Linked DNA regions of Sus scrofa: region 1 is linked to region 2. Evidence: chromatin contacts called from public HiChIP or PLAC-seq data. All regions are on one chromosome and are shown on one strand. Each heading gives the region's core, a stretch centred on a gene start, on an enhancer-like site or on the middle of the called end of the contact. The rest is flanking DNA. Distances are from core to core; before and after follow the strand shown.

Region 1 (5,305 bases), core at 362-2,861, 290 kb before region 2:
CAACTGCAGTGATTTCCAGTGTGTGTAGCCAGGGCCCTGCCTGTAATCTGAAGACACCTTAACCTTTGCCCTAGGTGCCCCTGGAGTGTGTGTGGGGGGGTGAAGGTGGGGCGAGCACAGCCGGGGGATTGTCGGTAAGGGTCTGTTTGTTTTCTCCAGCCCCAGAGGCCCGAGTGAGGGCTGGGTGGAGTGAGAGGAGTCAGAGAGTGCGTTCCAGCCATGGGTCTGATTTAAAACTTGGTTTAATTGGAGAAACTCTTAGGCATTTAACAGTTCTGTACAAATGCAAACTTGAAATAGCTCTAGGCCTACGTCATTTAGGAAAGAATAAATGAAGTACAGAAATGTCCAAACTATGTAAATCCTAGAGTTGTCTGCCCTCCCATAAACACATGACAAGTGCCAAGGCATTTCCAGTCAAAACACCCATGGAACCAGCAGCCTCCATCCTTTGTATTTATTATTTTATTAACAGCATTTTACACAGCGTTTAACGAGCACAGCCTGCCTGCTTTCCACCAGGGCTCTCGGCCGACCGAGGGGTGGAAAACAGATGGGGGCGATGAGGAGTGGTCTCTGGCGAGGTCTCTTCAGACGGGCAAGGAAAAGGAGCATTCGGGGTTTCTTTCTCCTGGCCCCCAAGAAAAGACGAGAGCCGGGCCTTGGAGGAAGAAGGCCCCTCTCCCTTCCCAGGAGCAAGTTGTGCCGAGGTGGCCTGTCTAGGCTCCGCTTCGATTCCAGAAGGTGTGAAGCAGGGTCCGCTCTCACGATGCTCTGCCCATCCGTTCTTGGTGCTCTTCAAAGAATAAGTATTTGTCTGCTGGCGTTATTCTATAGCCTGGTGGAAAGTTTATAACGAAAAGTAATGCCTTTCTTAAGTCATAAAATGAGCCTTGTATGATTATTTAATTAAAATCTATTTAAGGACCGATTAGGCGTGTAATTTGCGCTAATAATGACGATTATGGAAATGTTCGACTTAACCAAAAATCATAAAGGAGACATTTTGATCAGTGGGGCGACCAGTAAGGATTCTGGGAGTCGGACAATTTTCCGAAACCCGGGAGGCGTGGGGCCGCCGAAAGTGACGAGCTGCCTGGCCCCTGGGACCTGGCAGAGCGGGCTGGGAGGAAGCCCAGGGCAGGCCGGCCCAGGCTTTGCCAGGCAGAGCAAACCCCCCCCCCGCGCGCCCCCCGAGGCTCCTGGACAACCTGCCTTCCCGGCCGAGGAAATGGGGGAGGGGGGCTGCCGGCCCCGGGGCTCCCACCCGGCCAGGGGAGGGGGAAACTCTGGGAGAGAGCTGCCGAAGCGCCCTGAAGCCTCTGCGCGAAATGGCTGTGTTCTCTTGCTTTAACAATCAGCAGCGACACACGCACTGCTGCCTTGGCCAGCCTTGGCTGGAGCCTGGAGGGGTGGGGGGAGGAGGGGGGGGTCCCTTGTTCCGGAGAAACCTGCCAGCTGCCGGGCTTGGTGCGAAGGCAGCGAAGGCAGACACAATGCTGCTGTTGTTGGTTTGATCTCTAACTGTGGATTGTTAGTCTGGCTTTAACTATGTGGTAAGGGGGGAATGTGAAGGCTGTTTACAGCGAGTGCAAATAATGTGACAGCTGTTGGTGCACGAGCAGCGCTGTGCCTCCTCGGCGCTCACACAAAGCGCGCACTATGCAGGCCCGCGGAGAGCTGCCGAGGTGGCCGCCACTTTCTGGCCGGGGCGTCCTCGACCGCGAGGCCGCCAGCTCTCGGCAGCACCCCCACCCCGCGACACACATCTTTATGGCTCCCGGCATCAGCTGGACGCGGGTGCTGGCTGGTGTGTTGTGGTTTAGGGAACTCTGAGGCAGAGGTGGCAGGCGGAGGCCCACAGGGTCATGAGTGTCAACTGTCTGGAGGAGTTTGGCCGGGAGCTCCGGACCTGGGTCCTCCGTGGCTTGTGATCGGGTTGTTAAGATTTGGGCAAATAACTTTCAGCCCTAAAGCAAGCTCGTTGGAAAGAATGTATTATTAACTGAAGGCTTTCTGGAAATTGCAGAGCCTCTGAAGGCCGTTGTTCTTCCTCTGAAACGGCCCTGTTATTCAGACAAGTTCGAGAGCCAGGCGACCGCTGTGTTCTGTGCGCGCGGCCCTGCTTCCTGGATTGGAAACCCGACGGCGTAGGTTCGGACCCGAAGCGGGGGAGGGGCGCGGGCTGGCTTTCCATACCCACCTCCCTTTGCCTTCCCGCCCTAGCCTCACTTACCTTCAGCTGCAGGACCAACGGTGCTGTCTTGAGGTCTGCCCGCAGCGCCACCCACTCTGTGACTTAATCCAACTAGATGCCCACAGCCACAGGCCTTCTCTGAGTTCCTGGTCCTCTGCCAGGCACTGCGGGGAGGCGCCAGGGTGGGAGGGAGAACAGTTGGTGGGTGGCTGCAAGCCCTTGCTAGGCAGGTCCCGGAGATGCATGGCTGGCGGGCCCAAGCAGGCGGGCTCAGGATGGCCAGGGAGATGGGCCAGCCCCTGGTCTGTCCTGGGGCAAGCTGGCTGCAACCCCCCCCCCCCCATCTCAAGGTTGAAGCCCTCCAGCCCCGACCCTGGGGCTTTGGAGGATCATTTAGAGTTGACTTCATTCTGTATCCTGCCCTTCAATGTGACTTTGGCTCCTGGGTGTACAGCCTGCAGGATGTCTGCAAATTCGAGTCCATCCCCCCCACTCCCACCCCAACTGCCCAGGTCTACCCATTCTGAGTTTTAATGTGGACTTCTGCATCTAGTTGGGTTCCCTAGTGGGGAGCTGGGAGATGCTTCTGGAATGATACATGAACTTCGGTGCCAGTTCTATAAATTGGTCTCTTTTTATGACGTGTGCCATTTTCTGTAGGAATGTTGCTTGCAAAACGAGTTTCGCCTTGGAGGAAAGGCGGAAAGATAAACAAGCCTGCAACGCCAAAACACTGGCAGTCTTTCCCTCCTTCCAGCTCTCTTAAAGCAGCCGGGCTGTATTTCCAGGATTAGACTTGTGCTTGTGAGGAGGGACTCTGGTTGGCTTTTTTTTTTTTTTCCCAAGCAAATGCAAATTAGAGAAAAATAATTTTCTTTCAACGATATGCAATGTATTAGTCACTTGTTATCGTGCTCCGAGGCAGGCCTCATTTGCGCGTCTGCCAGCTCGCTCACATCTGCTCGGCGCTGTTCGGGGCATTTTAACCTTGGCGGTGTCGTGTCTAGTCCCACGGATCAAGGAGGAGTAATTAAGCTCTGAACAGCTACAAAAATTCACGGGCCCCCATGTCTACCGCAGTTTTCTCACAGCTTTGTTTGGGGTGTTCCCAGTTCCAAGGCTGAGTAGCAGACATGGGGTTCCTATTGTTCCTTGTAAAGAAAGTGGGAGCCCCTGTCCTCCCCTGACCCTCATCCCCAACCTTCCCAGGACTCCCAGGCAGCACACAATCAGCAGATTGCAGGACCCTGTGTTTTAGGCATCTCTCATTTGTAAAAACTTCCTTTGTGCTTCCTGTGTGTACTGATGGTTGCTGTTAATAGCCTTATGGTATAGCTTGTTCCTTGTGGGGGGCGGGGGGAGGGGGGCGTGCAGCAAGTGCTCTTTATTCCTACAAAGCCCTGGTGGAGACTGCAGCGCAGTGACACCTCCCTCTAGAGTTTGTGGTATATGGATCGTTTATTCTGGTTTTGCCCCCAGGTTGTGTAGACTGCAAGTGGGAACCCAGCCCTGCAGGGACCAGGCCCAAGCGGGGGAGGGCAGGGAAGAGACGAAGAGTGGGGTGATGAATTGCATTCAGCCTAGGTTTCCTATCCTGGGGTGCCTCCTGTTGAGGGACACCAGCTTCCAAATGGGGCCCCCCCTCTTGCATACACACGTGGTTGTGTGTGGCACAAGCGTGAAAGAAAGTGAAAGGAACAAAAAGCCGAGGCATGGCGACAGGGGAGAAGGGGAAGTGTCTGAGGTTGGTCCCTGACCTGGGGGGAGGCGTGGCTCTGCCTGTGGGAAGGTGGGGGGGGTACCAGGCGGGCCGCCCTCTCTTGGCAGCAGCTCTCCCGGTCCATCCTTGCTCGTGCCTCCCCCTCCCCAAGCCCCCAGCCTCCAGCCCCCTTTTACAGTTGGCTACACTTGGCTTACATCTGTGGCTGGGGAGACGTCCACGGAGAGAGCAACACCCCAGCTGGGCTGAAGGGAGCCCAGGACGGTGGCGGGGAGGGGTGTCTAGGGTCTGCTCATTCCCCTGGTGGGCTCTGGCCCCACGTCCTGGGTTCTCCCGGCGCCCACCCAAAGTTGCTTTTTGTCAGATACAGTGGCGAGCGCCCGGGAAGAGGGAGCCCAGAGGAGTCGCGGGAGGGGTGAACCGGGGTCGAGGATGGCGAGCTGGAGTTCCTGGAAGGTGTGGCGGGGGCGCGCGGCGGGGGCGGGGCTGCGTGCGCGCGCGCGCGGGGGCGGGGCGGCCCACGCAGGGACCTCGCGGAAGAGCCGGTAGACGCACGGGTGTGTGTGGTGGCAGAGAAATCCCTTTGTTGCCAACCGATCTCGCTCAGGTCTGAGGCCCCCTCCCCCACTCAACCGCCTCCGGCCAAGTTCACTCCCGACCAACCGACCAAACCGACCAGAGTGGCTCGCTTGCTCTATCCCGGCGCCCTGGGAGGAGGCTGGGAAGGTTCTGGTTGCTCGAAAGGTCAGGGCCAGCGGCGCGAATTTCCTCTGCTCTCACACCCTCCCTTCCACTCCTGCTCCGCAGCTCTGTCTGTTACTAATGCAAAACTTGGGGCGTGGGTGGGGACACCCGGGGAAGCGATGGCCAAGACTTGGAGAAGTGTGCCAAGCAATAGCGCCTGGGCAGCCTGGGTCACACACACACACACACACACACACACACACACACACCCCGCCCAGCCCCGCGCGCTTCAGCACCCATGCTGGACTGGAGGACCCAGCTAGCTGACCTCTTTCAGCCCCACCCCGAACCTGGGGGGCAGCCTTGGAGTCTGTCGTGTCCGTCCGTTCCCCCCCCCACACACAACACCGGGAAAAGCATCTCAGGAGGATCTGCCCCCATGCCCTGCACACCTGGACACTTCCCCCCCCCACCCCACCCCCGTCCTAAAATAGGAACTTCTTCACTCCTCCCTTCCTTGACACCAGTAGGGAAGTGCCTGTGCCGGACTCAGCCTGTGTCTGGAACAGCCCCAGGAAGGGCTCCCAGGTGGTGAGCTTTGGGCTTCCATGAAAGCCACACACTTGGCTGAAGGTCACCCCTCCCTGGCCCCCACTGTGCTCCTGCCTCAGCCTTCCCAGTGCCACAAAGAAACTCTGCCGCTG
Region 2 (5,428 bases), core at 560-3,059:
CATAAACGAAACGGTGTCCACCTGCAGAGCGAATAGCTTTCCACCACGAAAAGGAACGAAGTCCTGACACGTGCCACCGCGTGGATGAACCTGCCATTGTGCTTAAGTACAAGAAGCCAGACGCAAAAGGCCACTTGTTCTGTGATTCTATTTATATGAAATGTCTACTAGTTTCAGGGTTGGCTGCAAGGGTGGGGCAGGGGAGGATAGGGAGGGGCTGCTGAATGGATACAGACTCTTTTTGCCGTGATAGAATAGTCTAGAATTAGCTAGCGGTGATGGTGGCACACCATTGTAAAGATATTTCAAGCCACTGAATCGCACACTTTACGAGCATAAATTCTTTTTTTTTTCTTTTTTTTTTGTCTTTTTGCCTTTTCTAGGGCCTCTTCCTGGGCATATGGAGGTTCCCAGGCTAGGGGTCGAGTTGGAGCTGTAGCTGCCGGCATACACCACAGCCACAGCAACCCCAGATCTGAGCCACACCTGTGACCTACACCACAGCTTATGGCAACGCTGGATCTCTAAGCCACTGAGCAAGGCCAGGGATTGAACCTGCAACCTCATGGTTCCTAATCGGATTCGTTAGCCACTGAGCCACATCGGGAACTCCATGAGCATAAATTCTTAACGTTGACCAATTACCCCTTCTGCGGACCAGGTACTGGGGTAGGAAGACCAGCCTGTTGCTTCTACCACTTGGACCAAGTTTGGGGGTTGAGGCAGGTATGGCTAGTCTCATTTTACCAGCACTGAGCATCCAGCAACCTGTCCCAGGCCCAAAGTCACACAGCAGTGATTTGGGGGCTTGGATCCACTTTGACGATTCATTCCCAAAGGGTGGGATTGATCCCCAGTGTCTCACTCTGGGGACCAGCTTGACAGCACCTCTCCCACCCCCTGCTTCCCTTCTCCCCCTCACTCCCCCGCTCCCGAATCCACCCCTTGGCCCCAAATCCTTGTCTCAGGTCTAGGAGAGCCCAGCCTAAGACATTTTCCCTTGGTCATGGTTTTTTGTTTTTTGTTTTTTGTTTTTTTTTTGTCTTTTTAGGGCCGAAGCTGTGGCATATGGAGGTTCCCAGGCTAGGAGTTGAATCGGAGTTGCATCTGTGACCTACACCACAGCTCACGGCAACGCCGGATCCTTAACCCACTGAGCAAGGCCAGGGATCGAACCCGCATCCTCATGGATACTAGTCGGATTCATTTCCACTGCGCCACGACGGGAACTCCTTCCCTTGGTCACTCTTGCTGGGTATCCTTGGGCAGGTCCCTCAGTCCCCTGGAGCTTTTCAGGGAGGAACAGGGCGACCCGGGGGCTGAGCTCAATTACATCTGGATTATTCCTCTGACCAGGAAGATTGAGAGGGCAGATGAACTATTATCTATCCTACTTCTACCCCTCCGAGGGGTTCAAGCTAAACCAGGTCACAGCAGCACTGGGGAAATTTTCCAAACTAAATCTGACCACGCAGGGGCTATAACGGAGCAAATTTAGCTAGAAGCTCCATCCTCCTCCCGCCCTTCTCCCAACCCCCAAGACGCCTTTTTGGTCAGCCCAGGGCATTGGTGAGAGTGGGTAGCAAGAATGCCAGAAACGACAGAGCCCCTGCTTTGGCGTCCCAGGTGTCCCTGTGGCCCAAACTGTCAAACGATAATGACTTTGGGCTGGCCTTGCTTGGACTCCCCCTGGCCTGCCTAGAATGTTCTAGAACAAGACTGACAGATCTGGGGGCTACAGCTGGACCTGCCGTGTGGCAGATGGCCTCCCTTGGCTGGGCTGGGACTAAGCGTCTTCCTTGTACACACAGCTGACTGACCTCCTTCTCTGAGTGTGGACATGTGCGTGCGCGTGGGCGCACCAGCGCATTTGCTGGGGTTAGTGGCTTGTCTGTCAATGAGAAAGAAGCAAATAAAATACCTCAGGAGGGTGGGTCCCTGCTCTGTGCATTTAGGCCGCCAGCCTGGCACCTGTCCTGAGGACCCCTGGGCGAAGCCCTGGTTCCAGGAGGAGCAGGGCTGCCTGTGGGGTGAGGGTAGAGGGTGTCTTTGAGTCTGTGACCTTGGCCTCCAGGCCTTTGGGGGACTCTCCTGGGTGTCTGGCTGGCCTTGGCGAGCTCCGTAGGCTGCTGACGCCGCCTGGCCTGCCCGGGGCCGCCTCCCGCCTCTCTGCCACATTCCTTTTCGCAGACAAACAGATTCCTTTGCTCACTGGAACAGCCGAGCGGCAGGAGCAGCTGTGAAAATAAACACCCAGCAGCTGATTGGAGGGCTGCGGGCTGTTTTCTGGGGTCTGCCTGGGTCCAGAACGCCCCAGCCCCGGGGGGTACCCTGACTTGAACCCAGGAAGGGGAGGGTGGGCCAGTCCCTCTGCTGCCTGGGAGGCCCCAGCTCTGCTCCCTGGGTTTTCCTCACCAAGCCAGTGCCCAGGCGGCTCTTGGCAGGCCTGGTCCGCTCTCCAAGCCCCCGGACTGGCTGTGACCATCTCCAGCCAAAGCCAGAGAGAAAATATTTAGGGAAGGGCCTTGCCTAAGCAGTGTCGGCTCTTGGGTCATGGGGAGCCGTCCTGGGCCTCCGTCGTGGGACACCCTCGGGTTCCTTGAGCAGGGCAAAGCGGGCCACGTGGACCCTCCCTGACTCTGCGGGCTGTGACGATGGCTTCTTATAGTTCTGAGTCTCTTCCGCTGTGGGCGGTGAGCCGTGCGCATATCAGAACCGGGAGACTTTCCCTCGGAGGTGGGGAAACTGATGCGGGCGATGTCGGTGGCCCAGAACTGGTCTGCACGTGCTCTCTTCACTCCTTGTTTATTTTTTCTTTTTTGTCTTTTTTTTGCCTTTTTTAGGGCTGCACCCGCAGCATGTGGAAGTTCCCAGGCTAGGGGTCGAATCGGAGCTACAGCTGCCGGCCTACACCACAGCCACAGCCACACCAGATCCGAGCCGCGTCTTCGACCTACACCACAGCTCATGGCAGCGCTGGATCTTTAACCCACTGAGTGAGGACAGGGATTGAACCCGCAACCTCATGGTTCCTAGTGGGATTCGTTAACCACTGCGCCATGACGGGAATGCCTCTTCTCCCCTTCTTGGTGTGCAGTATACACAGTGTGGGGTCGCCAGCCACACAGTCAAGGCCCCGGCCGAGGGCTCTTGGCTTCGCAATCAGCATGCACGTTCCTTTCCCGTGCAGCCCTCCCAGAGCCCGGCCGTGTGGTCAGAGGAGGTTCTCCGGGCCCGAGACAAGCACACCAGCCACAGATGCTCTGCCAGGAACCCCTCAGCAGTGCCCGGGCCTCCCCATATGGAACAAGCCCCAGGGCTGTGTTTGCAACTGTCTATACATTTAAGCAACTAGTGTTATGAAGTCGGCTCAGGCTGCCATAACAGGGACCACAGACTGGATGGCTTAAACCACAGAAATGTACCGCCTCCCGGTTCTGGAGGCTGGAAGTCCAAGATCAAAGTTCCAGCAGAGCTGGTTTCTTCCGAGGCCTGTCTCCGTGGCTTGCGGGCAGCCGCCTCCTCCCTGTGTCTGCACATGGCCGTGTGTGTCTGTGTCCTCAACCCCTCTTCCAAAAAGGGCTTGGGACCCACCCCTGTGACCTCATTTTACCCGAATCACCTCAGTAAAGGCCCGATCTCAAATACTGTCACATTCTAAAGTCCCAAAGCATATATTTTTTGTGTCAGTCGAAGGTGGAGGGAATGACACGATTCAGCCCTTAGCACCTAGCCTCCCCCTGACCTACCTGAAAAGAAGAGGGGGCCGCTTCCCCTGGTAAATCCTGCTCTGTTGCTTTCAGTTCTCAGGGCCACCTGCCCGAGGCCCAGGGCCACAGATGCAGCCCAGCAGGAGGCTGGAATGTCAGAGCCAGAAGGCCGCAGAGGCCACCGGAAGCACAGGTGCTCACTCCTTATCTGGTGCAGGTGAGGGGTTGGGCCTGGAGAGAGGAGGGACCTGTCCAGTGTCCCCCAGCCCATCCTGGATGGGAGGGAACTCGTGTCTTCCGCTGGCCAGGTTGATGTCCCCTCTCTGCACTGTGCCACCTCTCTGCACCCTGGCCTGCAGGGCTGTCTCCCACCCTGATTCTTGCCTCTTCTGCAGTTTCTCTGGCCAGGCTCCCCCAGCCTCCCACCTGGCAGGGGCTAGTCCCGCAGCTTTCCTCCGAGGAGAAGTGGGGGGGCAGAAGCCTGCCTTCCTGGAGAGGGGTGCTGGCGGCAGTGGTGGAAGGCGCAGGGTCCGCCCCAGGCCCAGCTTTGTGGCCCCACTCTGTCTCAGCAGCGCCCCCCGGGAGAGCCGAGCTTGCTGTCCTATCTCCCTGTCTCCCCGTCTCCCAGGCCTTGAGGGCAATGAGGGTTGGGGCCTCTCGAGAAACAGACTCTGAGAAGGAGTTTCACATGCAGGGTGTTTACAAAGGAGGGGCCTTGGGATCCGCACTCGAGGAGGGGAGAGGAAGGAGCAGGTGCGGGCGTGGGCGGAGGGAGGGGCTGGGCTGAGATCTGGACCCACAACAGCCTCGGCCAAGCCCATAGAGCTCTGGAGCTCGCTGGCCCATCAGAGTGGCCCCTAGGTAACACCCTGCAGCCATCCATCAGTGGGTGTGGGCTTCCCTGGGAGGGTGCTAGTATCTGACTAGTATCCATGAGGATGCAGGTTCAATCCCTGGCCTCGCTCAGTGGGTTAAGGATCTGGCATTGCTGTAAGCTGTGGTGTAGGTCACAGATATGGCTAGGATCCCGTGTTCCTGTGGCTGTGGTGTAGGCTGGCAGCTACAGCTCTGATTGGAGCCCTAGCCTGGGAACCTCCATATGCCGCAGGTGCGGCCCTAAAAAGAGAGAGAGAAAAAGAAATGCTGGACCTTATGGCCTGTCTCCCTGGTCCCTCCATCCCCCACAGGGGCCCGGCACCCAGGAGGTGTTCACGAATTCCCTGTGGGGTGGTGGACACATCTGACGCCCCAGCTACAGGCCTCCCTAGGTGCTCCGTGTCTAAGTTGCCAAGAGAGTGGCCCTTTTGTAGAGTCTTGGATGTAGCAAGAGGGCTGCCTCCATCCTCCATGAAGCAGGCAGGGATCATTTGGGGGCAGGCTTTCCAGGTGGATTTTTCAGTGGGTCTCAGGTTTCCAGGGAATCAGGGGACGGCAGGGACTGCTGACCCAGGAAGCAATTGCTCAGCTTTGGTCAAATTAGATGGTGTCTGAATCCACAGGGAAGAAATTGGATGGGAGTCGGGCATTGCCCAGAGAGAACATTCCTTTCGTTTCTATTTTGTGTCAGGAGGGAAGTCCTGACCAGATAGGACGCGGAGTGGATGGAGGCCATTGCCTCTGCTTTGGGAGGCTAGGGGAGCTCTGGTCCCTCGCTCTGGGACCCAGCCGGAGAGAGGTGCATTTGGGACTTGAGCCCGGTTGGACTGGGGGCTCTGGGA

The links. HiChIP or PLAC-seq counts read pairs in DNA pulled down with a chosen protein or histone mark.
Region 1: a contact with region 2 is called in an H3K27ac HiChIP or PLAC-seq map of skeletal muscle, with 3 times the contacts expected there. The contact joins two enhancer-like sites. A contact is called at or near these places in 1 of 47 Hi-C or Micro-C datasets (embryonic fibroblasts) and 1 of 2 datasets of contacts at active chromatin or transcription factors (skeletal muscle).

What each region holds. Positions count from the first base shown.
Region 1 is chrX:35,798,862-35,804,166 of Sscrofa11.1, reverse strand. The region is part of intron 1 of BCOR (BCL-6 corepressor); the gene reads left to right. Among named protein-coding and RNA genes, the nearest start is that of BCOR, 89 kb to the left of the region's middle. Within about 2 kb of position 1,611, at least 24 of the 83 cell types and tissues checked have an H3K27ac peak or open chromatin away from gene starts, as enhancers often do. A contact at or near this core is called in skeletal muscle, where this site is marked.
Region 2 is chrX:35,508,727-35,514,154 of Sscrofa11.1, reverse strand. No RefSeq gene overlaps it. Among named protein-coding and RNA genes, the nearest start is that of BCOR, 380 kb to the left of the region's middle. Within about 2 kb of position 1,809, at least 19 of the 83 cell types and tissues checked have an H3K27ac peak or open chromatin away from gene starts, as enhancers often do. A contact at or near this core is called in skeletal muscle, where this site is marked.